Regions from separate parts of the Mus musculus genome. Here all the other regions are linked to region 1. Evidence: chromatin contacts called from public Hi-C, HiChIP or PLAC-seq and promoter capture Hi-C data. All regions are on one chromosome and are shown on one strand. The core of a region is the stretch at or near the end of the contact, and the rest is flanking DNA. Distances in the headings are between cores, read along the strand shown. Region 1 holds the start of Ino80dos (INO80 complex subunit D, opposite strand). Region 2 has its middle 160 kb from the start of Icos. Region 3 holds the start of Mettl21a (methyltransferase like 21A). Region 4 holds the start of Creb1 (cAMP responsive element binding protein 1).

Region 1 (3,428 bases), core at 630-3,129:
AAAGAAAGAAACTCTTGATTTGGAAACTTAAATTTACTCCACGAAAGAAAAAGAAGAGAAAAAAAGTTCCAGAGCTGATGGCACCAAAACAGAACCAAAAAAAAAAAAAAAAAAAAAAATCTAGTTCTTTGACAGGGTAGGCCAAAGCCAAACTCTAATGTTCGGTTCACAGGGCTCCTCCACAGACAACACCACCCCCAAACTGGAGCAATGAGAACTTTACGCTTCCATAAACCCCCGTGGTTTCTATTCTAGAGTGACACCTAAGGACATCACCTAAACCGAAATAGGCTCAGAACAAATCGGGCATTGCTCCTTGCGCTGCAGGTAGACCTTACTTCCCCAGGCGCCCAGCCCTCCAGGTCCTTCCTCCCAGTTTTGAATGCTCTGTCTGTCAGCCGAGGTCTCCCCCATGGCTTCAGCGTCTGAGTCGGTTCTAACCGGACAAGTGACCAACTAAGAGGGGTAAAGTCCTACCACGGAGGGCAGGGGACTGCTCCAGAAGCCTGCCTGGTCCTGCCCCTCTCCCTGACAGTTTGCTCTCTGCTCTCTTCTTAACTACCTTCCTGCCGGAGCTGTCCAGAGAGGGAGACTGAGGACCCAAAGGAGTCCGGGAGAGAAGGTGGGGGTAGTAATAAAGACACAAGTAGCACCCCCACAGCTCCTTGGTGGGGTGCTGGGTTTTTTAAAAAGGGGGGAGGAGGGGAGGCCGATGGACCCTGACTTTGCAATAGAAACAGCACCTGAATCTACCTCCTCCCTTCCCCACCCCCGAAAGCCCAGTCACTAACTAATAAAGCTAAGAAAAACCCCTTGAAAACTTTTCCAAACCGGAAGAGACGGCTTCTCCCCGGGCCCTGGAGCTCTTGGGGAATGGGCTGGAGTTGGCAGCCCCGTCGGGGATCGCGGGGAGCGGGGTGGGGCGCGGCGCGGGCGAGGGGTGCAGGGGCGGAGTACCTTGAACGGACAGGAACTGGCAAAGAGTTTCGAGCCAGCCGAGTGCTCGCCCCCCGAAGCCCTCGGGGGTCCCGGGCGCTAGGACCGGGGCTCCCCGGAGAGAAGGCGGCCTCCAATTCGGGCCTAAAAGGAAACTTTCCGGGCCGCGGCTGCACCTGACTCCTCGCCGCCCCTCCACCCCACGCCCGCCAGGCCGCCCGCCCCGCCCCGGCCAGGCCGCCCAGAGCGCCGTGGAGCGGGGGGGATAAACAAACCCAACAGTTACCGGAATCCGGGGGGCCCCGTCTGCGCGATGCCCGGGGACGGGGTGCTGCCGCACGGTCCCCACTCCGAGGCCCCGTCGCCCCGGTCCCCGCCGCCCAGCCCTCCGTCCCGCGGGAGAGCTTGGGGCCGGCGCAGGATGCAGCCCGCCCGCCCGCCCCGAGGCCCCGGGGGACCCCAGGGGCGCGGGAGGCCTGTGGCGCGGGGGCAGGGCGCGGCCGCCGCGGGGCCCGAGGCCTAGGGCGCCCCCCCTTCCGCAGCACTCCTGGGGCCCGGCCCGCGCAGGCCGCGCCGCTCGCCGCGCTCAGGCCGCCGCCGGAACCCCCGCCGACGCTGCCCGCGGGCGTCCCCGAGGCCCCCGGTGCCCCATCCCCCGCCACCCCAGCGCCGGCCCCACTCACCCTTTCATTCTCCGCCCGCGGCCTGGCGTGGGCCGGCGAATCCCCGGCCTCACGTAAGCGCGCTCGCCGCCCGCCCTGCCTACGCGGCCCAGCCCGCCGCCCTACGGGAGCCCGGGGATGTGGGCCGGGCCTGGGGCCGCCTCTGCTTACCTTTCAGCTGCTTTTTTTTTTTTTTTTTTTTTTAATTTTTTTTTCCTCCTTCCTCCCCCTCAACCCCCCCTCCCTCGCCTAGGCTGACAGATCAGAGAGGCGCTGGCAGTGGACTTAGGGAGCTCGGCTGCTACTGCTCCCTCCCTGGGCTTCGGCAAGAGTCTTTCCCTGTCTAACACGAGGGGTGAGGATCATATTTTTATTTTGGAAACTAAAAAGTGCTCCCAGGGTCGGTGATCATTAAGGGGAAATCCCTGAATATACTCTCCAGCCAAGAAGGCAGGGCTGCCCGCCTGCACTAGAAGAGGCAGCAGCCTCCTACAGCACCACTACAGGCACCGCGAGGACATAACACCACAGAGCAGTTCCTCTGCCCTCCGAAACGACAACTTTCCTACCATCTTGGAGGCAGAGGAGAGAGGGGCCAAGGGGAGAAGTGCACCGGCTCCAGCCAGATAAAGTCCAAATTTCTACCTCTCATCGCTGGAAAAAAGCCCATACTTGAGAAAAAGCAGGGAAGAAACAGAAAGGAGGTCGTGTGCTCCGTGGTGGGGAATGTTTCTGCACCTTCTGATGGAAAGAAATCTTTACAAGACACAGGTTTTACGATATTATTGTTTTCCATGTTAACTTTTTCCATAAGGGTGACAGTGGCAGCTTACTTTTTTTTTTCTATTTTTTTTTCTTTTTTTCAGGCTAATAATGATTTTTCTCTATGGCAGGTCCAAGTTCTGTATCTGGTGGCCAGTCTGTAAATTGGCACTTGAGAGACTTAGAGGTCACGGTATTGTCTTTATTTAATGCTCGTTTATGTTGTATGTATTCGTACTTATGGTTTCATGTATTAGAGGTAAGATTTTGTGGTTTTGGTATCTGAGGAACTGAGGCTGCTGAGAGTCAATTGTAAAGAGATGGCTTTTGTCTTCTCTCAGAGCAATGTAAGTAAAACCTATTGACTGCCCAGAAAGGCATAATACAGCTGTTTATTTTTCACGGTGCAAATAGAAGTAGTGTGTATTTAAACTCTCAGGACAGCTGAGCAAGCCAGTTCATCTATCAGCCCAAGAAGAAAGATGACTCCTATAAACCTAGCAACAGATTGAAAGATGCCTTGGATTTTCTTCAAGTAAAATTATTTATTAAGAATTATATCTAGAATTCCATTTCTGTTATTTTCTTTTAGTTTGCATAGATTGATGAATGTCTAGGCCTTTGGTACATTGCATACTTTGCTGCCTGCTTCTTGGAACACAGAATTGAGGGGTAGGCTTCTCTTCCCTAGTGTTGGAATGTTCAGAACTTCCGGTGTAGTGTCAGCCTGTTGAGCGACTTTGTACATTGCAAAGATGTAATAGGTTTACTTTTTTTAAGTGATTTTTTGTTTTATGTACATTGGTGTTTTGCCTGCGTGTATGGCTGTGTGAGGGTTTTAGATGCCCAAGAACTGGACTTACAGACAGTTGTGAGCTGCCATGTGGCACTTGAGCTGGGTCCTCTGGAAGATCAGCCAGTGCTCTTAACCACTGAGCCATTTGTCCAGCCCCAGAATCTCCTCCCTTTCTTTCTTTCTTTTTTTTTTTTTTAATGAACAAACTTTAGCACATAAACAGGATCAAAGAAAAAGTGCACCAGGCATGGAGACAGCCAGCTGCTGCTGCA
Region 2 (3,428 bases), core at 357-2,856, 2.0 Mb before region 1:
AGAAGCCATTTGTGGTCTCTGGCAATGGTTTTATTTGAGAAGAGGACTTCCTTGCTAGTAACATATATATATTAAAGTAAAAATAGAAAACAACAAATCCATTTAAATTACAACCTTCAGAGGTTAAGAACACTGAAAGATTCTGTTACTCAGCTGATATACGTTTGGAAATTTTTCTCATTTTGAAAGTCATGTGGGGTCACTTACCCTCAAAATCATAGAACAGGGGATCCACAAAGTCCTGTGAATTGACTTAGGGCACCTGGCCATGGGACGGGCCCTGGCAACACCAGAGATGGAGATTGCTCCAGCGATTCAGATCATTAAAAGAACACTGCCAGGGCTAAAGCAATGGCTTAGATGTTACAGAGCAATTCCCAGCACCCACATGGCAGCTACAGCTGTCTATAGCTCCAGTTCCAGGGGATCCAACACCCTCACACAGACACACATTGAGGCAAAACACCAGTGCACATAGAAAAAAATGATAAAAAAGAACACTCCCTGGTCCAAGAATTATCTCTTTTATCCCACCCTGAGCTTTCAGTGGGATACAAGCAAGATCTTGTTTCCTCTCACTGGTGAACAGACCCGATGAACAGTTTGGCCCTGCATGGGTTTCTCCAGTCTTTACACACTGAGGACCGAGAGTGCTTACTCCATGTGGAAACTGAGGAGCCATATGAGAACAAACACTATTTGCCATCATTGGCTGGTTAAGGGAGAGGAAATCTGGAAAAGCTGTTGTTACCATGATAAAGATGAAGTGATAAATCGTAGAATCTCTGGGGAAAACGGAGATAGGTCAGTGTTGAAAATGACATTTTTGGTCAACGGTGGACCACATAGGTGAAGAGACTCCATACAATGGTAGTGAAATGGAAGAAATTCCCATCTCCCATTGATGTCAGATCACGTGACTGAAGAGATGCTGGTGGAAACAAAGCTACCACCCACCACAGCACCAATCAGAAAATGCAGCAATGCAGCGTGATGAGCTAACCACTCTGTTAGCTTCTGCATCTACTATATGATGCTGTTACTCATTTAGACCCTCATTTTCAGGGTTCCTGTAAAGCAGTGCGGCCTATTATGCTGTGAGCAGCTGCATGCTCACATCTCACAGTTACTGTATCTCAAATTAAAGAAAAAAGTTTTGCTGTGTGTATTAACTGCATGTGGTACTGTGTTACGTAAGGACATTTTCATACAAGCATATATTGCTTGTTATGCAAATTCTCCCTCCTCCCCCTTCTCCTTGCTTCCTCCCCCTCCTGTCAGTCTCTTTTGTTCTTTGAGACAGTTTCATTTTTGCTTTCAGTGCAGATACATGTGCAGGCTTTAATGTATCTATGTTATAATCTACAAGCCACAAGTGAGAGAAAACATGGTATTTGTCTTTCTGGAACCGTCTTAATTTGCTTACTATTGTTATCTCTTGTTGCAAATGAGATAACTCCATTCTTTTTTTTATGGCTGGAAAAAAATCCATATTGTCTGTGGACCACATTTTCTTTCCCACTCTTTTGCTGCTGGACCCCATGGTTGGTTCTGTGACTGCCCTAGTTCACCTAGTGCTAGTGCTAGCATGGCTGGGCTAAGTATCTCTGTGATGATCGACGTAGAGACTTTGGGTAAACACTCAGAAGTGGTGTGGCTGAGTCATGTGCTTGATTTAGCTTTAGTTTTTTGAGGACCCCCTATTCTGATTTCCATAGTGACTGGATTAGTTTACATTCCTACTAGCCCAGTATCTGAGTTCCCTTTAGTCCACAAAAGGACTAGGGGTAAGGGTTAGCTTACTGCAGCTCTCCTTCAAATCAATACGTCAACGTGAATGACTGACTCACACCTCCTAGGTTTGTGTAAATACACTAAGTGCTGTTCACACAATGACAAAATTGCCTAGCAACCAATTTCTTAGAATACAGCCCTGTTCCTAAATAACGCATGACTATAACTGTGAGGTCTCTTGAAAAGTGTTCCATGAACATTAACTATAATAAGATTAGCGTATACATTAAATTAAAATTTACTCTCTCCTTTAAATGTCCCATGAAGCTCAATTTTCATTGAACATATGTGCATTTTCTTTTCTGGCTGAATCCTGGTGTATTATTTAGACAAGGCCCTGCTCTTGGGAACATATCAGGGCCAAACAGCAGACACAGGAATCTGTTGTTTAAGCAGGAAATCTATAGAAAATGAAAATTAGTTACTTAAATGAAGTTGAGTGTTATTTTAATATCTGAAATTAATCAATTAATCATCATGGTTATTAACATATCTTCTTCATTTGATAAAGAAACAAACAGAAACTCAAAGACTATAGGGCTCCTGACAAACTCTCACAGATTGTCTTACAAATTGGAGAATGGCTGAAGAATGTGCCTTTCTGTCCCATCCAGACCCTGTCCTCTACATGGGTTCTGGAGATCCGATTCAAGTCCTCAACCTTGCAAGCAAGCACCTGCTGACTGAGCCATCTTCCCACCTTGCCCTTGTCCCTTTTAAATGCCTTCCGCATCTCTACCACCACCACCAGACCTGATCCCACACTTCACACCCTGTGTAAATATTTTCTAACATAGTGGGAGTTTAGCTGGTGAGGATTTATTGACATGTTTATGTAGTGTAGTAGTGCAAAGAAACATTTGATGAATGTAGTGGTTTGTTTATTTGTTCAATGGCCAACACCCTCCCCTCAAAAACCAACAAAGGTAAAACAAACTCCAAAAATCAGAGCCTTGAAGTACACAGTAGGTCTTTTATAGTTCCATTTCAGGAAACATCACTAAAATATTATGTTATTTTTTTTCACAGTCATTAGCTAAAGGAGGCTCTACTACGCATACCGAAACCATCAGTAGAGTGGTGTGTGTGTGTGTGTGTGTGTGTGTGTGTGTGTGTGTGTGTGGTGGCTCATAGCAAAAACTGATGGGGAAAAGCTTATTGAGGGAAAAATCTGTATGTGTTTATTTCATGCTTTCACCATGAAATAAAATATTCTTATTGTTCAATTTCTTAAGAAGATTTACAATGTTGAGTATCCAAACTTCTTAAAGAGGTTGAATATTTTCCTCTGACTGTGCCTCATTAGAGCTCAGAGATCAAGAGTAAGGCAGGAAAAAGGAGGCGGGAAGAGAAAGTGAGAAACAGAGAAACCAAACCGTGGGAGGCAGAGATACTAGACCCTAAGACAGGGGTGGAAGCCACTGGGACTCAGTCATAAGAAGCCATTTGTTTTGTTTAACTATTTGTAGATAAAACAAAGACCAACATTTGAAAAGCCTCATGTCTCTGAGGCTAAGAGCACACACTGATCTTCCAGAGGACCGGAGCTAAGCTTCCAGCATCCACACTAGGCAGGAGGCAGCACACTGCTGCCTGTAACTTGTCAGAGAACCCAATACCTCTGCCCTCCAGGC
Region 3 (3,428 bases), core at 295-2,794, 1.5 Mb after region 1:
AATACAGTCTTGCAACTGTGGATGTTTTCAAAGGCCCTGCAGTGCTGACTTACCGCATCCCACACCACTGCAGCAACTCCCAGTTGCCTCCAGTCCTGACGGATCTGGATGGTGTGGTTCGCAAAAGAGAAGGTGGCGAGAGGCTTATGGAATTTCTGGAGCCCTATTGCCGCGCTCTCCTCATAGGGTACCAGGGCCATTTCTTCTGTCTATCTCTGCTGAGACCTGTCATGCAAAAAGAATCCTGAGTGTCACCAGAGTCAGAAGTTGAGTGCTGTATCTTACTTAAGTAACTTGGAAAAGCTGTTGACGTTATTACAAGTTCAAACTAAGAAATAGACTGAGGTGCATCCAATTTCTTCAACAGCTTTTCCTCCGAGACTTGAGGGAAGTGAAAATTGGCTCTGAATTGGTGTCAACTAATAACTCTGAGGAGGAAACGCCTAGAAATCTCTAACTACTGTGGCACCCTACAGGCTCCTGTTACTACTTGGGCATTACATAAAGAACGGTACACGAAGTGACAGTGACGGCCCTGGGCACCTGATCTGTCTGGACCCAGCTCCCACATTTTTGTTTGTTTGGTCCGCCAACCTACATCCTCATGTTCAGCTAGGACAAAGGAGCCAAATGCGTACTTCTGCTAAATCCTAAGGGTTCGCCCTGCCTTTTGACCCTAGAAGGCTCCCTACGGCAGAGTGGATGGAGTCACCCTGGGGGCTGGAGCGGACAATACTGGCGGACAACCCGCGGGACAAAAAGCACGTCCCGCACGACACCCGGGGGCCACAGATGCGCTTCCCTCGCGCCCACGAAAGAGTCCCGGGAACCCAGCATGGTGGGAGCAGGGCTCTGCAGAGACTCCTTTCGGACCCTCGGGTGGAGGCTTGGCGCCCACACAGCCCGCTGGCCACCCTGCAGTGCCTCCACGTAGATACTCACGGTTCCGGGAGGGTACCCGAGCCGCGCAAGCGCACAGCCTTGCCCAGTCGCTGTGCGGAGCTCCTCCTTAAAAGGCTGGATTGGCAGAAGGCGGTGGAAGCTGGTTCCGGGAAGAGAGACGCGGGTTTCCGGTCCCCTTCCCCGGTACCGCCGCTTTCCCCTGGCCCGTGCTGTGTAGTTCCTGTGAGGCCCTACGGTTTTGGGGCGCCAGGGAGGGCGAGTGCACAGGGGCGTGGGGTGCCTTGCATGGGAGAAAGGCCGACCTTAAAGTGGACAGTTAGTCGGCGACGTTGGCGCCCAAGGATGCGTAGCGAAGTAGAGAACTAAACGTAGTCACCGCGTTTGGTGGCAGTGAAGTGGGAGAGAACACTACCGAGCATCCCTAACCACGGCGCGGCTGGGGAGTGGGCGTGCGACGCCCAGGCCGGGTTTTGAGCCCGACCACATGCGCTCGGGCGCTCGCGTCGCTCCACGCCGCCACTCTGCTGGCCGAAATGGACGCCTTTCTAAATCCTGGCCGGCAGCCTCGGCTGCAAACTCCATCCCCGGACCTGGCCACCCAAGGGTCTCCGCGTGCCGGACCCTGCCGAGCCGCGACCGCCCTCGCCTCTCCCGGCCGGCAGGGGGCGCGCCTGACCTCCACATTCCAGCACCAGCTGCGGGAGACTGGGGACAAGTGGCCTGCAGTAAACTGGGGACCAGTAAGAGCCCTTTCCTCAAGTTACTGAGTTTCCTGTTTGGGTCTTTTCTTCCTCCGTTTTTTCTCTTAGTAAGTTTTCTCCTTACTTGCTCCATGGCTTTGTGCTATCTCGGCTTCTCAGCTTCCCCTTTTCCTTTTCTTATTAAAGCTCACGTTTTTGCGCTAGAGAGAGCTAATCCGATTTCATCAGTGAATACGCACAAGTGAAAAGACCACACCACGTTGATATGTAGTTACTAGAAGAAGAAATACCTTTCTTCCGTGTGTTTTCTGTTTTATTTCTTTCTTTTGGGGACCTAAACTAGGCACAGGAAAGTGTAGACTTTGGGTCAGAAAAACATTCAAAAATGTAAATGGGTTGACCTCCCCAGATTCCTGGGATCTAGCTAACCATTCTGTCTCCCTATTCTCCATCTTTCCACTGAAAATGTATACACACACAGGGGAGGATTGCATACATATGTATATGACTTTAAAACTTCCCCCAAGCTCTCCAGCACACTGCCAACAAGAGCATTTGCAACATTACATTTACTTACCGTGTTCCTTTTGCCCCTCCTAGCTCCCAGAGTTGTAATTATTGCCGACTTGCTTAGAAAGGGCACACATCCGCTTAGGAAAATCAACATCTATAGCAGTGTAGACATTAAAGAGAGCACAAACAGAAACCACTGGTGAGCCTCTAAATATCTGAGAAGAAAGACTTGTTTAATCCTTGGGGGAGAGAGTAATGAGCATTTGATAGAGTACATATTTAAGTGCTCAGCCTGCTATATGGCTGTCTTTAATATGCCCAGGGATTTTCCTATCCTTAGTTCATACTTGACCATACAAATTGTTCTTACCATCAGAACGTGGGTGAAAGAGCCCCTCGCAGCTGGGTAGTTGCTCCTTTCTCACTATCCCAGGGCTTTGGTTTGGTTTAGTTTAAAACAGGATCTCTCTTCTCTACATAGCCTTGTCTGCCCAGGAACTCACTATATATGTACCAGGTTGGCTTCAAACTCAGATGCACCTGCCCCAGACTGGCAAGTGCTGAGATTACAGGTTGTGTGTCACCATGCCTAGCCAAGGCTTGTGTCTTAACATCCAGGCTCTCTTTAGCACCAGGTCCCCGGTTGGAGCTTCACAACTGAAACAGGAGTGAGAAAGAAACCTTTGTAATCGTGGAGAACAGAGCGTGCTGCAGCATTGCTTAGGTGGTACCACAACGGGGGGTGCTAACAACTTGGGAGACTTCCAATGTGAGTGAGGTAGAGGGGCTGGAGAAATGACTTAGTGGTTGAGAGCGCCTTTTGCTCTTGCAAAGGATGCAGGATCAGAACCCAGCACCCACATGATGGCTTACAAAAATCCAAGACTCCACCTAAGTGCCACGGACCCAGTGTCCTCTTCAGTCCCCTGTATGCACAAAGCACACATACCGTAAACATGTATGTGCCCTCAAAAGATTCATACAAAATTAATGAGGTACATGTTTTAGTGTGACTGTTTGGCAAGGTAGGAATTCTTTTGGAGACCTTCAAGGCTTGTAAGATCTTCCTCGTCCTCTTGACTCCCAGGTGTCATTGTCAGTTAAGAGGACTCGACTCCTTAACCACGTTGTACCTCTAAGAACAGAGAGGACACTTCACTGGCAGCCTCCCTTGGTTTTGGTTGTTCAGTTTTCTTTCAGGCAGGTTCTCGCTCTACCGCTTGGCCTTGTCTTAAACTCATGACAATCCTCCTGCCTCGGCTTGCTGAATGAGATGTTGATGTGTGAGCCAACAACCCTGGCCTTCCTTTC
Region 4 (3,428 bases), core at 694-3,193, 1.4 Mb after region 1:
CAGTGTTGATGAAGCAAAAGGGAAGCCACTTGCAGGGCTTTAGGAAAGGCAGTGATCTAACTGAATCTGACTGGCAAATAGACTGGAGTGAGGCAGGGGCAGTTTTAGAGGATGTGGGTAGTGGCCACTGCAGGACTCCAGGCAAGAGACGAAGGCAGCTTAAAAGACTGGTGGAGAAGGCATGGGGACACAGCTCATACACCCAAGTTTTCAGGAAGCAGGCAATCCAGGGGAGCCTAATTGGTATCAGAAGTGGACTCGGTTCCCAATGTATCTGAATGATGTCCTGACCCTTTACTGAGCTAAGAACCGTGGGAGGAAGGGATATGAGAACTCGAGGTGAGTAAGACTACACACTGAGCATCTAGCCAAACGGACCCGGAGCAGAGGCTGCTGGGAAGAGGAATTCAGAGTCCCAGGGTGAGACCTAACTAAGACTGGAGTGTCTGAGAGAAGGCATTTGAAGCCAGTAGAAGAGGATGAGACCACCTAGGGCAAGAGATTACAGTAGGATTGTGGAGGATCCGGGCTCAGATGACTCCTGCACAGGAGTTAGATAAAGGAGAATCTAGTTGTTGAGGAGTAGGGTTAAAAGGAAAACTGGCAAGTGAAGAGGGGAGAGAGTGTTTGGAAGAGTCAAACAGCATCAAATGCTAGGATGGTCTTGAAAATGCAAGATGCAAAACTACATAGACAGGAAGACTGTGACAATTCAGAGCCACTGCAAATGGAGAGAGACAGTAAAAGACAGGTGGAACTCGGAAAGGAGCTTAAGGAGGAAGTTTCTATATTTTATTTATTGCCCACACATACTACTGTGATGTAAGTGCTGAGGTCAAAGGACAACTTATGGGAGCTGGTTCTCTCCTTCTACCACGTGGGTTCTCGAAATTGACCTTAGATTATCTGGCTTGGTGGCAAGGGCCTTTATTCATCTCACCAATGCCACAAGAGTCTTCTTAAAGAGAGGAAGAGACGTTAGCATGCTAAAAGTTCTGGTTAGAAACAAAAGAAAATTAAGCTACTCTTCAGTATAATGTCCTTGGGAAAGCGGGAACGGCTAGGACACACGGAATGAAGGCAAGCTCAGTGTTATAAAACGTCAACAAGGGCTGGCGTCCAGCAGGAACAAAACTATAGGAAGAGGGCTGAACGGCACAACAACAAAAGGTGAAGAACTGGCGGTTAGGGGCAACTCAGAGAGCAGTTGCGGTAGCTTTGAGGCTACGGAAGTCACACTGTCAAGTTCTGGGGTGCAAACGGTGGAAGCCACGCCGCAGCAGCGTGCCACCGCTGCAGAAAGGGCTGAGAAAAGTCAGCACAGGATGTCGCGGGCAGGTAGGGTGGGGATCTGTTTCAAGTGTTGAGAGCAGCATGGCTGATCATTTCTCCAGCCTCAGAGGGAGGACGGTACCCAGTACCTAGGGGCTCTGGCTGGCCGCAAAGCGGAGCTGAATCCCCACATGCCACCTGTGCCATAGCTTTCTTCCCAGCAAAGAACCAGCTCCGGCCCGGCAGACTCCCCTGGCCGGTAGCCGGCGTCTCCAACCTTCCAGCGCCGTCCGCGCGGCTCTGGGCCCTCGCGGCGCGTCAAAGTTCCCGGGCGGTCTGCTTCCGCCGCAGGATCAGACCGCGCGGGGGTTTCCAGCAAGTCCCCGCCACCCCGGGAATCCCCACACCACCCCAAATCTGGCTACACACAAACCCCGCTTCCTCCAAATCTCCTCAGCTGGCGTCCGAAGCCTCCACCCGCCACAGTGAGGCTCGGATCGTGCCTCCAGAGCGGGTCTCAAACCGCCTACACCAGCTTCCCCGGTCAACCCCTTCGCAGCGCCGGGAAGTAGCCGAAGGCCTTCGGCAGGTTCCGCCAGTAGCGCGGGGGCGGGGCCTGTCGAGCGGCTCCGGGTCGAGCTCGGCTGTTTCCGTGAGTGGCCGCTGCGCACTCGGCACTGGGCGGCGCTGGCTGGCTCCCTGGCTGCGGCTCCTCAGTCGGCGGCGGCTGCTGCTGCCTGTGGCCCGGGCGGCTGGGAGAAGCGGAGTGTTGGTGAGTGACGCGGCGGAGGTGTAGTTTGACGCGGTGTGTTACGTGGGGGAGAGAATAAAACTCCAGCGAGATCCGGGCCGCGAACGAAAGCAGTGACGGAGGAGCTTGTACCACCGGTAAGAGGAGCAGGAGGAGGAGGCAGGAGCCGGAGAGAGCCGGGGGGACAGAGGGGGGCCGGGGAGGCGCCGGACACCCGCGCTCGGGGCCTTCCCCTCGCAGGAGGGGCCGCGGTAAAGATGGAGCCTCCGCCCGAGCCCCACAACACCGCCGCCGCTCGCAGCGAACAAAGAATAATGGCGGCGGACTGGAGCCAGCGGCGGCCGGGCGGCAGCGACTCTGCCTGCAGCCAGCGGCGGCGCTCATGGCGGGGGGCGGCCGGGCCGGGGCGGGGTGCGAGCGAGCGGGCGGCCGGCCGCGGCAAGCTGGCGCCCGCGTTCCCGCCGCCGGGCCGGGCCGGGCCCGGCCGTGCCGGGCGCGGAGCCGGAGCCGGCGCGGAGCGGAGCCGCCCCGGGGGAGGCCGCCCGCCGCCGCCCCCCGTTCCTCGCCGCCGCCGCCCGCCTGCTCGCACGCTCGCTCGCCCCGGCTGTGCCGGGCTGGCCGCCCGGGCCGCCGCCTGGGTGCCCGTGGGGGGTGGAGGAGGAGGAAGAAGAAGGAGACAGTTGAGGGCAGAGGAGGTGAAGGTGCTGCCGCCTTCGCGGCGGTGCCCGCTCGGCGAGCCGCAACGTCCGACCTGCTTTCCTCTACAGCGCTCTTTGTGCAATAAAGTTCGAAACCCAAGGTTTTCTCTGGTGCTGTATTTTATTCTTGCCCCTCTCCCCGGCTCCCACGCGGTCGGAGAAAATGCTGTTTTCTGCCCTAGGCTGTTTTAAGGGTTTGGGGTTTTTTGTTTTTGTTTTGTTTGGTTTGTTTTTGTTTTTTGTTTTTTTTTTACTATTTCCCTCACCCCTCGGCTTTGAAGATGAAGAACGAATCAGTAGTCCTGGGAATGCATTCTTTTGGGAAGGAAAGAGGTGCTAAGAAAACATACATGTAATAACTTTTTGCAGAAACTGTTGGGATCTTGTAAAAGGGAAGCTGGTGCTTGAAAACAGTTTCGGTTTTAACCCTTTCCACTAAGATAATGATCACTTGAGGTCAATCATTCTGAAACCCTTAGAAATTATCGAAGGGGAAATTAGTATTAGCGAAGGTACTTTTCGTTTTCTGTCATTTGAAGGGAGGCAGTCTTGCCAAGGTTTTTTGAGTCATCCGTATCTCCCCTTAGCCTCTGCCATGCTCCTCACACGCTTCTGTCTGAACTTTAATGGAGGATTGATATAATTCTCACTCTAAAAATAGTTATTGAAACTATCCATTATTTGTATATTGCCGTAGGTAATCCCAG

The links. Promoter capture Hi-C pulls out the DNA fragments that hold promoters and counts their contacts. A called contact is a pair of places that touch in the nucleus more often than the background predicts. HiChIP or PLAC-seq counts read pairs in DNA pulled down with a chosen protein or histone mark.
Region 2: a contact with region 1 is called in an H3K27ac HiChIP or PLAC-seq map of thymic regulatory T cells, with 11 times the contacts expected there. The contact joins the enhancer-like site here to the promoter of Ino80dos in region 1. A contact is called at or near these places in 8 of 39 promoter capture datasets (the 3T3-L1 cell line, cranial neural crest, frontonasal cranial neural crest and 4 more), 2 of 484 Hi-C or Micro-C datasets (CD4 T cells and regulatory T cells), 7 of 115 datasets of contacts at active chromatin or transcription factors (astrocytes, embryonic forebrain, embryonic midbrain and 4 more) and 3 of 9 other capture datasets (adipose tissue, embryonic stem cells and liver).
Region 3: a promoter capture Hi-C map of cranial neural crest shows a contact between it and region 1. The contact joins the promoter of Mettl21a here to the promoter of Ino80dos in region 1. A contact is called at or near these places in 3 of 39 promoter capture datasets (cranial neural crest and liver) and 2 of 115 datasets of contacts at active chromatin or transcription factors (astrocytes and pancreatic cancer cells).
Region 4: a contact with region 1 is called in a Hi-C map of B cells, with 7 read pairs. The contact joins the promoter of Creb1 here to the promoter of Ino80dos in region 1. A contact is called at or near these places in 4 of 39 promoter capture datasets (the HPC-7 cell line, hematopoietic stem and progenitor cells, liver and 1 more), 3 of 484 Hi-C or Micro-C datasets (B cells, CD8 T cells and muscle stem cells), 6 of 115 datasets of contacts at active chromatin or transcription factors (acute myeloid leukemia, astrocytes, extraembryonic endoderm stem cells and 3 more) and 1 of 9 other capture datasets (adipose tissue).

Annotation. Positions count from the first base shown.
Region 1 is chr1:63,112,592-63,116,019 of GRCm38.p6, forward strand. Ino80dos (INO80 complex subunit D, opposite strand) reads left to right here and starts at 1,880. Exons shown (of 4, transcript NR_045915.1): 1 at 1,880-1,953. Ino80d (INO80 complex subunit D) reads right to left here and starts at 1,676. Exons shown (of 12, transcript NM_001114609.1): 1 at 1,620-1,676.
Region 2 is chr1:61,134,530-61,137,957 of GRCm38.p6, forward strand. No RefSeq gene overlaps it. Among named protein-coding and RNA genes, the nearest start is that of Icos, 160 kb to the left of the region's middle. Within about 2 kb of position 1,607, at least 32 of the 459 cell types and tissues checked have an H3K27ac peak or open chromatin away from gene starts, as enhancers often do. A contact at or near this core is called in regulatory T cells and thymic regulatory T cells, where this site is marked.
Region 3 is chr1:64,616,220-64,619,647 of GRCm38.p6, forward strand. Mettl21a (methyltransferase like 21A) reads right to left here and starts at 1,545. Exons shown (of 3, transcript NM_025964.4): 1 at 54-1,545. The coding sequence starts at 200.
Region 4 is chr1:64,530,861-64,534,288 of GRCm38.p6, forward strand. It overlaps Creb1 (cAMP responsive element binding protein 1), which reads left to right and starts at 1,944. Exons shown (of 9, transcript NM_009952.2): 1 at 1,944-2,160.